Linked DNA regions of Mus musculus: region 2 is linked to region 1. A link is a contact called in public HiChIP or PLAC-seq data. All regions are on one chromosome and are shown on one strand. The core of a region is the stretch at or near the end of the contact, and the rest is flanking DNA. Distances in the headings are between cores, read along the strand shown.

Region 1 (6,066 bases), core at 1,768-4,267:
AGGCAACTATCATCTTCATGAGATTGGATTTTATGTTATTATCTTACTTTTCAGGTGTGTTGGGGTATCCAGGGCATATTGTGGTGATAGAACTCAGTTCTGATGGTTCCAAATTGCATCAGGTTTTGTCACTTATGATCTTGTGCTTGCCTCTGGCACTCTGGTTCTGATGTTAAATGGTTTGTGTTCCTCTGACTGGAGCCATCCTCTTTGGAGGCAGGTAGAGCTTGTCTCCTTGGAAGCAGGCAATACTGTCTCTGGTTAGGTTGGGCCTCTTTTGACTTTGGTTAGAACTGGTCTTCTATGTCCCTGGTTACTGAAGACCTCCTGAGAGGCAGATAGGCTGTAGGTCTGGGAAGGGTATGGGTGCTGATATGGCCTGGGTGGAAAAGAGGTCCAGAGGAAGGCAGACCTAGGCAGGGTGGGTGGGTTCTATATCACCTTGGATCTGTGTTTGATTACTGAGGACCTCCTGGGTGGCATGCAGGCTTCAGTGTGTGGGCAGGTATCAGTCAGCTGATCTGACTCAAGTAGAAAGCAGATCAGAAGAAAAGTGGAGCTCAGGGGATGGGGAGGGGGTCTGTCCCATATCAGCTGGGTCCCTGGTTATCCCAGCTGGTGTGCATATTTGGGCAAGATTTTCACCTGTGTCTTTGGTTACTGAGGATCTCCTGGGAGGCACACAGGCTGTAATGTGTAGGCCCCATTTCCTCTTTATCTTCAGCCAAGTTCTTTGGACAGGGGTAGATGGTAGCCAAATTATTTAATAAAACAGCACAGGAATGGCCTCTAGCTTAATTGTTAATATTGTTCAAATCTTAAACCTCTTGAGCTGGTAGTCTTCAGTGCACTTTGCTCTCAGCACTACTATGTTTTAGGTTCCTATCAGAATGGTCTGATAATTTTGCTCAAAGCATCAAAACACTTTTCTAGTCCAAAGTGTCAAGGTCTTCCACTTACTTCAGAAAAACTATACAGTCAGGTTCTGTTCCTACTCTTGGTACTGACTTCTGTTTTGGTTATATTTCTGTTGTTATGATACTGTCACCCAAAGTGACTTAAGAAAGAGAGAGTTAATTTGGACTTAGTGATCCAGAGATATTAGACACTTCTGTGGAAAGAACATTTGGCTCTAAACAACATGTATGGAGGCAGGTGTTGGAAGCTGAGAGATCACACCTTCTGCACACATGAAGCAGAACAAGTGAACTCAAAACAGACAAGCATATGACTTCTCCATGTCAACTCTAAATATTATGCTTCTTCCTGTGATGTTATACCCTTTCCCAAACAGTACCAACAACGAGTTTAGATACGACATCCTAAGGAGGACATATATCATTCAAACCATCATAGCAGACACTTTCCACTTTTCATACAACATATAATGAATTATTATAACTTTTAAAATCCTTTTTATTATATATTTTCTTCATTTACATTTCAAATGCTATTCCCTTTCCTTTCACTGATAAGTGGATATTAGCACAGAATTATTATGCCTTTAAGACACTGAACTCACGTTAGTATATAAAGTTGGAAAAATTTGGGGACTTAAGTGATACATTAAACTCCCAGGCAGTTATTTACTTCCTAATTGAAATGAATATATATGATTCTGGAAAGATGGCTTAGTCAATAAAATGCTTGCTTTAAAAGAATGAGGATCTGAATTCAATTTGCAGAACAGTTTAGTGCATCTCTCAACTGTGCTCAGAGAAGCTTCTTTATACAGTAGATTGCAATTATCACAGAGACCCACAGTTGGTGAAGGTGAAGAGAATAGGGTTATGGAAACTTAGCCTTATAGGGAACATCTTCAGAACAAGGGACTCAGAAATTCTGTTTTTATTAATCATTTATGTGCTTTGGTCTCTCTCCAGTTCTGGTATAGTGTGAACTTGGAATTGTTTTTCTCCTTAAGTGAACATCTTCCTTGTCTGTTTCCCTTTCTGTTACTATCCATGTGCCTCAGTTCAAATCTTTGTTCCAGGGCATAATAACCTGGAAATATTACTGACTTCAGTTATGCACCTGTAACAGTGAGACCAGAAGCTATGTGGTACTACTCCTGACATTTTTCAAGAATGTTTTGGCTACTTTTGTTACTGTTCTTTTCTTCTCCCTTTCTCTAGACTTTTCAGCAATCCTGGTCATATTCAGTGTGGATTTCTGTGGCTTTTTCATACTTTCTGTCTTTAGAACAGCTTCTCTTCTTTCTTATTCTGACTCTTCCACTACACTCTGTTATATAGAAATACCATATGCCCAGAACACTAGAAGTTTGAAATGATAGTTAACTCCATAAACCAACTGAACACCATATTTGTCGTGATTAGATCAGCTGAAATCTCCAGATGAAAGGAAATGTATAGATAGGTGACTCATACTCCAAGACAGGGACAAGAGATCCTAACAAACGTGGAAATACCCCACTTTGTTCTCACAAAGGGCACACATAATTGTCGTACTGAGGACAATTGGAAAACATTAACATTGATTAGCAGAACTACCAAGTGCTGTGGAAAAGCACTGGGAAATAAGTGCTTTGTCACATAGCTTTTAGGGAGAACTCTAAACATAAAAGCAGCATTTTATAAGCAGTTTCTGCAAGGGAATATGAGGTTTTGAAAAAATGTAAACTATGATCTCTCTCTCTCTCTCTCTCTCTCTCTGCTACTCTGAGAAGTTCCTGTCTTTCACTGTGGTTAATTTTACACTACTTACATTTACTGAAAGTTCTCATTGAGGACTTCCTGGTGGATCTAGGAAAAGAAAGAAGTTGTGGTAGGGGAGGGTACTGCCATCTGCAAATACATGCTATGGTTATTGAAGCCTAGTATCACCAGTTATCCCAGAGAAGCACTGGCAGATATTTAGACAGATACCTTCTGTGACTGTAAGAAGTCACCAGGGCATGTTATATAGCAAAGCTCCACCATTTACAGTAAACCCCGATTGCTTCTCATACGTCGAGGTGAGATGGATTGTGAGATCTGGAGACAGGGGTTCATGAGAAGATCAAGGGTGCCATCTGGTGGTCATATGTGTAAGTTCCAGGTGCAGTTCATCCTGGGGACTAGTTCTGAAAGGATTATCAGCAGTTCTTCTGGGTCTTGCAAATCATTTGACTGTGGATTCAGAACATGCCCTGCAGAATCTTGAGTTACTGCCCCTTTGTGGGCCAGGAGACATTGACAAGTATTGAGCAGGTAGTGTGTAAAAGCAGGAAGATGCAATAAAGGACAGCAAAATGCATTAATTCAAAACAATTATAGATATTTATCATGAGATGAACACCTTAAGTAATTTAGAAGAGTGGAGGAGGCCCCAATTGTTATCTCTGAATTATTAGTTATTGACAGAATTTTTAAAATTTTATTTATTTATTTATTTTCATTACTTTTTTAATTTTATTTTTATTAGGTATTTATTTCATTTAATTTCCAATGCTATCCCAAAAGTCCCCCACACGCTCCCTGACCCACTCCCCCACCCACCCACTCCCACTTCTTGGCCCTGGCGTTCCCCTGTACTGAGGCATATAAAGTTTGCATGAGCAATGGGCCTCTCTTTCCAAGATGGCCGACTAGGCCATCTTCTGATACAAATGCAGCTAGAGACACGAGCTCTGGGGGGTACTGGGTAGTTCATATTGTTGTTCTACCTATAGGGTTGCAGATCCCATTAACTCCTTGGTTACTTTCTCTAACTCCTCCATTGGGGGCCCTGTGATCCATCCAATAGCTGACTGTGAGCATCCACTTCTGTGTTTGCTAGGCCCCGACATAGGCAAACAAGAGACAGCTATATCTGGGTCCTTTCAGCAAAATCTTGCTAGTGCATGCAATGGTGTTAGCATTTGGAAACTGATTATGGGATGGATCCCCGGATATGGCAGTCTCTAGATGGTCCATTCTTTTGTCTCAGCTCCAAATTGTGTCTCTATAACTCCTTCCATGGGTGTTTTGTTTCCAATTCTAAGAAGGGGCAAAGTGTCCACACTTTGGTCTTCATTCTTCTTGAGTTTCATGTGTTTCACAAATTGTATCTTATATCTTGGGTATTCTAAGTTTCTGGGCTAATATCCACTTATCAGTGAGTACATATTGTGTGAGTTCTTTTGTGATTGGGTTACCTCACTCAGGATGGTGCCCTACAGGTCCATCCATTTGCCTAGGAATTTCATAAAATCATTCATTTTAATAGCTGAGTAGTACTCTATTGTGAAAATGTACCACATTTTCTGTATCCATTCCTCTGTTGAGGGGCATCTGGGTTCTTTCCAGCTTCTGGCTATTATAAATAAGGCTGCTATGAACATAGTGGAGCATGTGTCCTTCTTACCAGTTGGAACATCTTCTGGATATATGCCCAGGAGAGGTATTGCAGGATTCTCCAGTAGTACTATGTCCAATTTTCCAAGGAACCAACAGACTGATTTCCAGAGCGGTTATACAAGCTTGCAATCCCACCAACAATGGAGGAGTGTTCCTCTTTCTCCACATCCTCACCAGCTCTCCTCTTGCAGGGCAGGTGGACAGATATCTGGCACTTGGACCTGCATCCTGGCAGAAGATGAAGGCCCGAAACTGGGCTTGTCCCAGAATCTGTGTAGCTTCTGTAGTCCAAACTCTCACCTATGCAGACTAGTCTTGGTGGGATCCGGAAACCAGGATGGCTCCCCCAGGTGCTGTGGCAAAGCCTTCCTGTGCGGTGTGGACACCTCTGCTCTGGCAGGGAAGGTGCCTGGATGTCTGGAGCCTGAAATGGGGTCTGCTTCAGAAGGTCTGTGGCTTCTGCCTGTCCCAGAAGCTGTTAGCTTCTGTAGTCCACACTCTCACCTGCACAGACTAGTCTCAGCGGAATCTGGGCACCAAACCAATTATTTATTTTAAGAAGACTAGCACTTATCATCAAGAAGATATGCTTGGAGTATAGACTGGGCAGATTTAGATTTATTCCCATTAGACAAGCAAAAATACCTAAAATTATTATTACAGGTACATGATTATGTTTGATCAACCCACATTTTTCAAATATATTTCTTTTTAGTTACCCAGTAGGTTTCAATATAAACTCTGTCATGACCCTTGTTTATACCTTATAAGTCTTGTCTGTATATCAGATATAGCTTGAGTAAAGTAAAATGAAATATTCTGACCATCAAAATCTCAGAAAATCCAGCAATCATGGAATTATTTCACTTGGTTAAAATACTAGGTAGATCCAAAAACATGAAACCATGGTTTAAATTTTCTTCTTTTTGTTAAAAAAATTAATTTTAATTCTTTTTAGTATTATGAAGGAAGTTGTGTTTCTCTCTCTCTCTCTCTCTCTCTCTCTCTCTCTCTCTCTCTGTGTGTGTGTGTGTGTGTGTGTGTGTGTGTGTGTGTGTGTATGAGTGAGAGTGCATGTGACCCTGTAGGCCAGAATCATTGCTTCCTCAAAGCTGGTCAGTAAAGTTTGTCAAGTATTTTTGTTGGCTATTGGAAACTTAATTTATGTTTTCAGGAGGAATATCAAGTGTTCTTGAGCTCTGAGGCATCACTGCAGGCCTGTTGTTTTCTTTATTCCATATCTAATTCCTCTCAAGTGAAAGAGACATAAGTAATGGAGAGATGATCACTTCATGTCCTGTCCTGAGAATTTAGACCTCTGAACAGATTAGAGTGTAAACCATGAAGTAACCTTCAAGGAACTTCCTGTACTGAATGTAATGATTGGTGTTAATGGGTTGTGGAAAGAAATAAAATATCCACTGTCAAAGTTAAAGTTTGTTTCAGAATTTTTCCCTCTGAAAATTCAGCACTGAATGGTCCTATATCTGCTGAAATACTACTCCTCCATGAGGAATTCTGTATTGTGACCTTGGATGGTACTGCTCTCTCAGGATCCCAAAGACAAAGAATTTTTGTAACACAATGTGTTAAACTTGAATGTTGAAGGAATTCAAAAGCCAGAGAACAGTGATATCCAATGCTAAGAAGGAAGACTAACTAGTCAAGCTCAAACGAGAAAGAGTAAAGATGGTTGAAAAAGTTGGGGTGAAGAGATAATCTGGAA
Region 2 (6,066 bases), core at 917-3,416, 790 kb before region 1:
CCTGTACTCTTAACCACCGAGACCCTTCTCCAGCCCCTTGACATCCTATTTGAATGTGCTGATAGCAACTATTTTTTTTAATCTTCCTTGAACCACTTAGAAAGAAGAATAATGACTTCTAGTACAAATTAACACACATATTCTAATAAAGTTGGAAAATGGGAACCTCTTTTCTTGGATGTAGCTCTTCCTTCCTGCTTGCTCCTTTTCATTAAAACACTCTTCATAAGACAAAACAAGAGAACAAGGTCTCTGCTGAGATTTTTTTTAAAGACTTCTTTTGTCAATACAACTAATATAAATCTCTTTACCTTAGTCTCAGGTAGACTCTTCAGACAAGGGCATAAAGCACCCATCTTCTTCACCAAAAACAGTCTCTAGGCCAGATACTGAAGTTCTTCTTCACTGAAACATCTTGGGCCAGGTCTGCACAGTACAAGTCACTCTCAGCAGCAGAGTCTTCCAAATACCTACTAGGATAGCCCAGTAAGCCTCAATAGAAACATTCCACTGCTTGCAACTACTCTGTGTCCCCCCAGCACACTCCTACCCAGCTACATAACAGAGTTAAGCAAGATTTCTGAATTCTTTTACATTGTTAAAAATAAATAAATAAAATGTACTTGCTGTCTCCTAAGCATCAAGGAGCTGGGGTTATGGGCTGGTGATTCATAGGATAATCAAAAGGGATCCTGGAATAAATAACCAAATTCATATATAATTAAAAAAAACAGGCTTTTGATCTGCATATGATGAGCTAGCAGGAAGATACTGCACTACTTTTTAAAATGTTTTTTTCAGTATTGAGAGCTGAGCTATCTGGATATCTCTGGAAAGCAAACACAGCTCTTCAGGATTTTTTTCTAACATTCTAATGTCTGAGGTTAGAAACCCAAAGAATTACTTAGAGAGGCGACACAGCTCTGTTAAAATATTTTCTAGCAGTTATCCAGAGAAGACTATGTGAAGAGTGAACACAGCAGATTTTTTTTTCCTTTCTGATTTTGAAAACCCAAGAATTACTTTTAGAATTTTTCTAACAGTATTTTTTGAATTGGTTGGAAAAGCCACGAATTTTTTAGATCAGTTTTTTCTGACTTTGGTCAGAAAACTGAGGAGCTATCCAGAGAGCGTTTAGAATTTTTACTAGCAGAGAGCTGTCTCAAGCAGAAAGCTAGCTGTCTCAACCTCAGAGGTTTTAGAATAGAAGGTAAAATCTGTCTAGAGCAGAGCAGAACACACAGACACAGAGAAAGCAGTCTGGGAAGCCATCTCATCTGGAATGCTATCTCAGCAGAACATAAGCCAGCAGCTTGGACCCATGATTTGAGTTCTAGTTGCTTGTTTCCCTGTTGCTCTCGAACACCCCTTCTCTTAGGAATCCAGACCTAGGTGAGGTTGGTCCTCTGCATTAGTGTTCTCTGTTCTTTCTATACATTGATACATTTTTGTATCTATACATTTTGATACATTTATTGGTTAGATCACAGATAATGATTAACAGGCAGCATTGGCTCCTTAGCCATCTACTTTTACAGCGTCATTTACTGGATGGTTAGCTAAGATTTTGTAATAGAAGATGGACATTCTAGAGGCATTTCTGTCCATCACTTTTATAATTTACAAAATGTTTCTGCATGACTTTGAGCTATATGCCATTAAAAATCTCTGCTTTTACCTTGTGATCAAGTTCAGAAGAGGATTTAACATAGCATGCATAGGGGTAGGCAAACCTATATGTGAACTTATCAACATTCCCTAAGTAAAGTCTCAATGATTCCAAAAGGAAGAAGCGGAAGTGCCTACTGAGTGTTGTGACTGGAGCTTTGGAAAGCTCCAAATTTGCAATGTGGCCCACAGTGGAGAGAGGCGGGTAACTCAGCAACAGCAAATTGGAGTTGTGGGTCTTCCCCTGACCAGGGTGGGGGAAAAAGACCAGCAAGCAATTGGAAGACAGACACAGGTGGTACTGAAATGCAAATTTCTACAGACCCGGAAAAGGACTGGCCTCTGCTGGCAACCTGTGCCTGGAATTATTCCTCTGTGTCCCTTCAACACACTCTAATCCTATGGGTGGTGTGTATGTCACTCCAGATTCACTAGCCAATCAGGACATCCAGCCGGATCTGCCACTCAAAAGTGAAGGCGGGCTCTTCCGGGTGCGATCTTGCAAGTTCCTCTTTTAAAGCTGGCAGTCGCGAATGTTTCTGCTTGATGTGTTCTGTGTACCGCTCCTGGGTGCGGGGACCTCAGGCAAGCCCAGAAGTTCCGACATGGTAAGTGCCAGGCGGTCTCCCACAAAGGGGAGGAGCAGGCGGCTGAGCCAAGGGGGCTGGAGTGCTGGGTCGTCCCAGGGCTCAGTAGTAAACAGCAGCCTGACAGAAGCTGAGACTTGTGAGCTTCCCTGTGGTCCTTTTCTCTCTCTCTGGACCTGGCGGTGGGCACTGAATCATCTCACTAGCGTGGCTGCATCTACACAAAACATTTGGGGAAAGGGCTTCTGTGTAGAAATACCCTTGGCAGGATGCCAAACTCGGAGAGCCCTAGTTTCTATAGTAAGTTTTGGCCTTAGCATTTAGGCATTTTACAGGTAGGTATAAGACCCATTTCGAGTTAATTTTGTGGAGCCTGTAAAAGGCATCTCGTGTGTCGGATAGCACTCAAATATTAAGCGGTGATGTAGAAGAGTAAAATTGATGTAAAGGATCTAGACTAATGCTTGTAGTGACGGCAAGTCGAATGTAGGTGAGAAAGGACTGCCCCTAAAACTCCACACAGGTATGTGCTATGCTAAAAAGGCCGAATGGAGAATAGGATGCTAGAATACATGTGGTAGTGTACCAGGATTGTCCAGACATTTGTCCACAAACCATAACATAGGAGACAACTCTGCTTTACAATCATGAATTAGGCCCATCCTGACTTCAAAGAGCAGGTCTCTAACAAGTGGCTCCAAGGGGTAAAATAGGGCCACAACCAATTTTAAGGCCTGGTGTGCCATAAAGGTCTGGTTTTCTTCTTGAGAAAAGCATCGTTTTGCCACATGGGCAAGACTACAGCTGGTGACAACCTTTTGAAAAGGAAAAACACTGTTTTGGTGAGGACTGGCCTGGTCAAGCAAGGCATAGAACAGCTCCTTCTAGGTCTCCAGAGCCAATGCCAGCCTGGGGCTCAGGCTTGGGAGCTTCCCCTAAGGCCCTGAAGTGCTGAGAATAAAATAGAGCTCCTTCTCTAAAGCAAGGACGGTGCTTGGGAGAGCGGGTGGAGGTCTGGGGCCAGGGCCTTCGGGGATGGCTTGCTTCAGACCCTGAGATCCCACCACATGCGGCTATGGTTGTCAGTCCCGAGTCCAGTGTGGGCTTGGTCAGGAACGTTTTTGAGAGGTTCTCTCTTCCTGTTTCTCCAGCTTTCTTTTATTAGCTCCTTCCTGTGGTTTTCTCACTGTATAGTAGTTTGTGCTGACTTCATAAAAGTCTCGTATCTTGTTCCATTTTCCCCCTGTAAGAAGTATACAGGATGCTGTTCTTCAGAAGCCTGTGTGGCATAAGACAGCCTATCCAAGACACCCCCATCACAGCTTTGATACTTTCTTCCGTTTATTTATTTATTTATTTATTTATTTTTCCAGGCAGGTTTTCTCTGTGTAGCCCTGGCTATCTTGGAACTCACTCTGTAGACCAGGCTGGCCTTGAACTCAGAAATCTGTCTACCTCTGCCTCTGCCTCCCAAGTACTGAGATTAAAGGCGTTTGCCACCACTGCTTTCTTCTACTTTTCCAACCTTCTCATCTTCTGGCACCTCAAACTCAGAACCCCATCACCAAAGAGTGGCCTGCTGTTTCAGTGCACTGGTATACTTAAAAATAATTCTGGTTATATCTTTGCTGTGTAAATCTCCCATCTGTGGGACTTTCGGTCTCCAGTTCATATTTAAATTGCTTAAAATATCACCTGGGGCCTGAACCTAAGAGAGACTTACATGAGACAGCATATGTGGAATGTAAAATCTGTTCTTGGCTGTCTCTTCTCTAAGCATTAGCCAGAGCTGAATGCATGCTGCAATGAAAGAGATTTTTCTTAATTAGTCTTGTAATCACTTACGGAGCGATTTCTCCTGGGGAAGGTGTAAAGATTCTAGGAGAGCTGCATCTTCTTCCCTTTACTAGAAGTGTTTCTATGACACGCTATGTTGACTCAGGCACCTTTGATCCCAGTCTCATGCTCCCCGGGCAATAACCTTGTTTTCCTATGGATGAAAATTCTTAAATTATTGAGATAAAGGATTGTACCACACCAGTGTTTTAAAATTCCCCATTTGAGTCATGTAATGAAGTGTTCATTTCAGTAACAGGTGAAGGCTTTTGCCTGTGGAGCATGCCTTCTGCCTTCAGACCAGAGTAGGAGGAGCAGCTTGCTGTGTATGCTCTTAGAAGAAACAGGATAGCTAGACCACAGACTAAAGTTCAAAGGAGTCAGCTGCGGGCATCACCATTATGAAGAAGGACTTAGTTCACACAGGGTGAATGTCTTTGTAATTTTCCAGCATGTATTAATTTATGCATATTGGTTGTGGTGGCTATTCCTGGTAGTCAACTTGACTATATCTGGAATGAAGTGCAATCCAGATATTGAGGGCACACCTGTGATCCAGATCTTGAGGCCTCTGACTTGGATGTTGACATGGGATGACACAAGCTTTTTCGTGTGTGTGTGACGGGGAGAGTGGTTCAAGACAGGATTTCTCTGTATAGCCCTGGCTGTCCTGGAACTCACTCTGTAGACCAGGCTGGCCTCGAACTCAGAAATCCGCCTGCCTCTGCCTCCCGAGTAACACTGTCTTGTTAATGTCATTCCCTCTACCAGAGTAGGCTGTGCTCATTTTCAAAGTCATTATGCCTATGTGTTCTTTCAATTATATTGATATTTTTACAAAGTCAGTTGTTGGTGTTACTTTTTAAATTTCATTATCTTTATGTATTGCTGTTCTGATCTCTTATTTTTAATCATAAAATGTTTCCCATTCATTAAGAAATCCATTCCTTTTTCTAAAGATGTTTCCTATATGTGTGTGTTTAGAGCATCATCTCCTGTAGCTCACCCTTTCCTTCTGCTGTGTAGTCAAGATTTGCTGTGAACACCTGATCCTGACTCTGCTGCCCTGTGCTTGGAAGTCTGTCCTGCTGCTCCTTTCAGGCCGGGCTCCAACTGGTCAGTGAGAAGAGATATAGACCAGTGAATGGGAGTCCTCCAACCTCCCTGGATTCGGGTGAGGGGACTGACTACAAATAAAGAGGGACCTGTGTAAGCATTGAGTTCTCTGATCAACTTTGAAGCTGGTGTAATCACAGCAGAGAAAAGGAGGGGGAAGAAGGAAGGTGAGGGCCTTTCTGCTTTGACAGTAGTTGGTAATAGCAATGAGTAGTCAGGTAGTCAGTTTTAGACAGTCAGTAAAAGTCGCAACTGGGCATCTAGGAGGCTCCCAGAGCAGGGCAATCACGAATCTGGATGAGGAACTGATCTTATTTCTAGAAACCAAATTTCTGTATTTAAGCTAGTTCAAGTAACACAAGATGTAGACAAACTACTGTGGCTGTGCCTAACAGGAATGTTATTTTTCCCTGGCTTAAAATACACAATGTGAGTGAAAGATATGAGTAATACTTGATGGGCTCTAGGACATACGTTTAGTCCCTGAAGAATACTGGACCATAAACCATGTTTTAACTTTAAAAAATAACCTTTGAGAGTACAATTAAATCATCCTTCTCCTTTCTCCCCACTGTTAAGTCTCAAGCCCGGGGACAAATGGCTGAAGATCCTATTTAACAAATCAAAGCAAACCTGCCTGTCAGGTTCTCTCAGCAGACCTCAGTCCCTACCTGATCCTGGCATGGTTTGCAAACCTAGCCCTGTAGCCTGGGGGTTAGGCTGCCCTTCTTCCAGCTGCCATTCCTCCTGTAATCCAACCATGTTGGTTGCCTGCTCTTGTCAGATGTAAATCTACCACTTACCATCCTGATATCTTGGTCTGGCTCTTGCTTCTCCCCTCCTTCCTCTCTCCACATTT

Evidence for each region. HiChIP or PLAC-seq counts read pairs in DNA pulled down with a chosen protein or histone mark.
Region 2: an H3K4me3 HiChIP or PLAC-seq map of pro-B cells shows a contact between it and region 1, with 6 times the contacts expected there. The contact joins the promoter of Zfp120 here to the enhancer-like site in region 1. A contact is called at or near these places in 1 of 39 promoter capture datasets (embryonic stem cells) and 7 of 115 datasets of contacts at active chromatin or transcription factors (acute myeloid leukemia, embryonic basal ganglia, embryonic stem cells and 3 more).

Annotation. Positions count from the first base shown.
Region 1 is chr2:149,347,397-149,353,462 of GRCm38.p6, reverse strand. No RefSeq gene overlaps it. Among named protein-coding and RNA genes, the nearest start is that of Cst10, 55 kb to the left of the region's middle. Within about 2 kb of position 3,017, at least 3 of the 459 cell types and tissues checked have an H3K27ac peak or open chromatin away from gene starts, as enhancers often do. A contact at or near this core is called in pro-B cells, where this site is marked.
Region 2 is chr2:150,132,778-150,138,843 of GRCm38.p6, reverse strand. It overlaps Zfp120 (zinc finger protein 120), which reads left to right and starts at 2,166. Exons shown (of 4, transcript NM_181266.2): 1 at 2,166-2,276. The coding sequence starts at 2,202.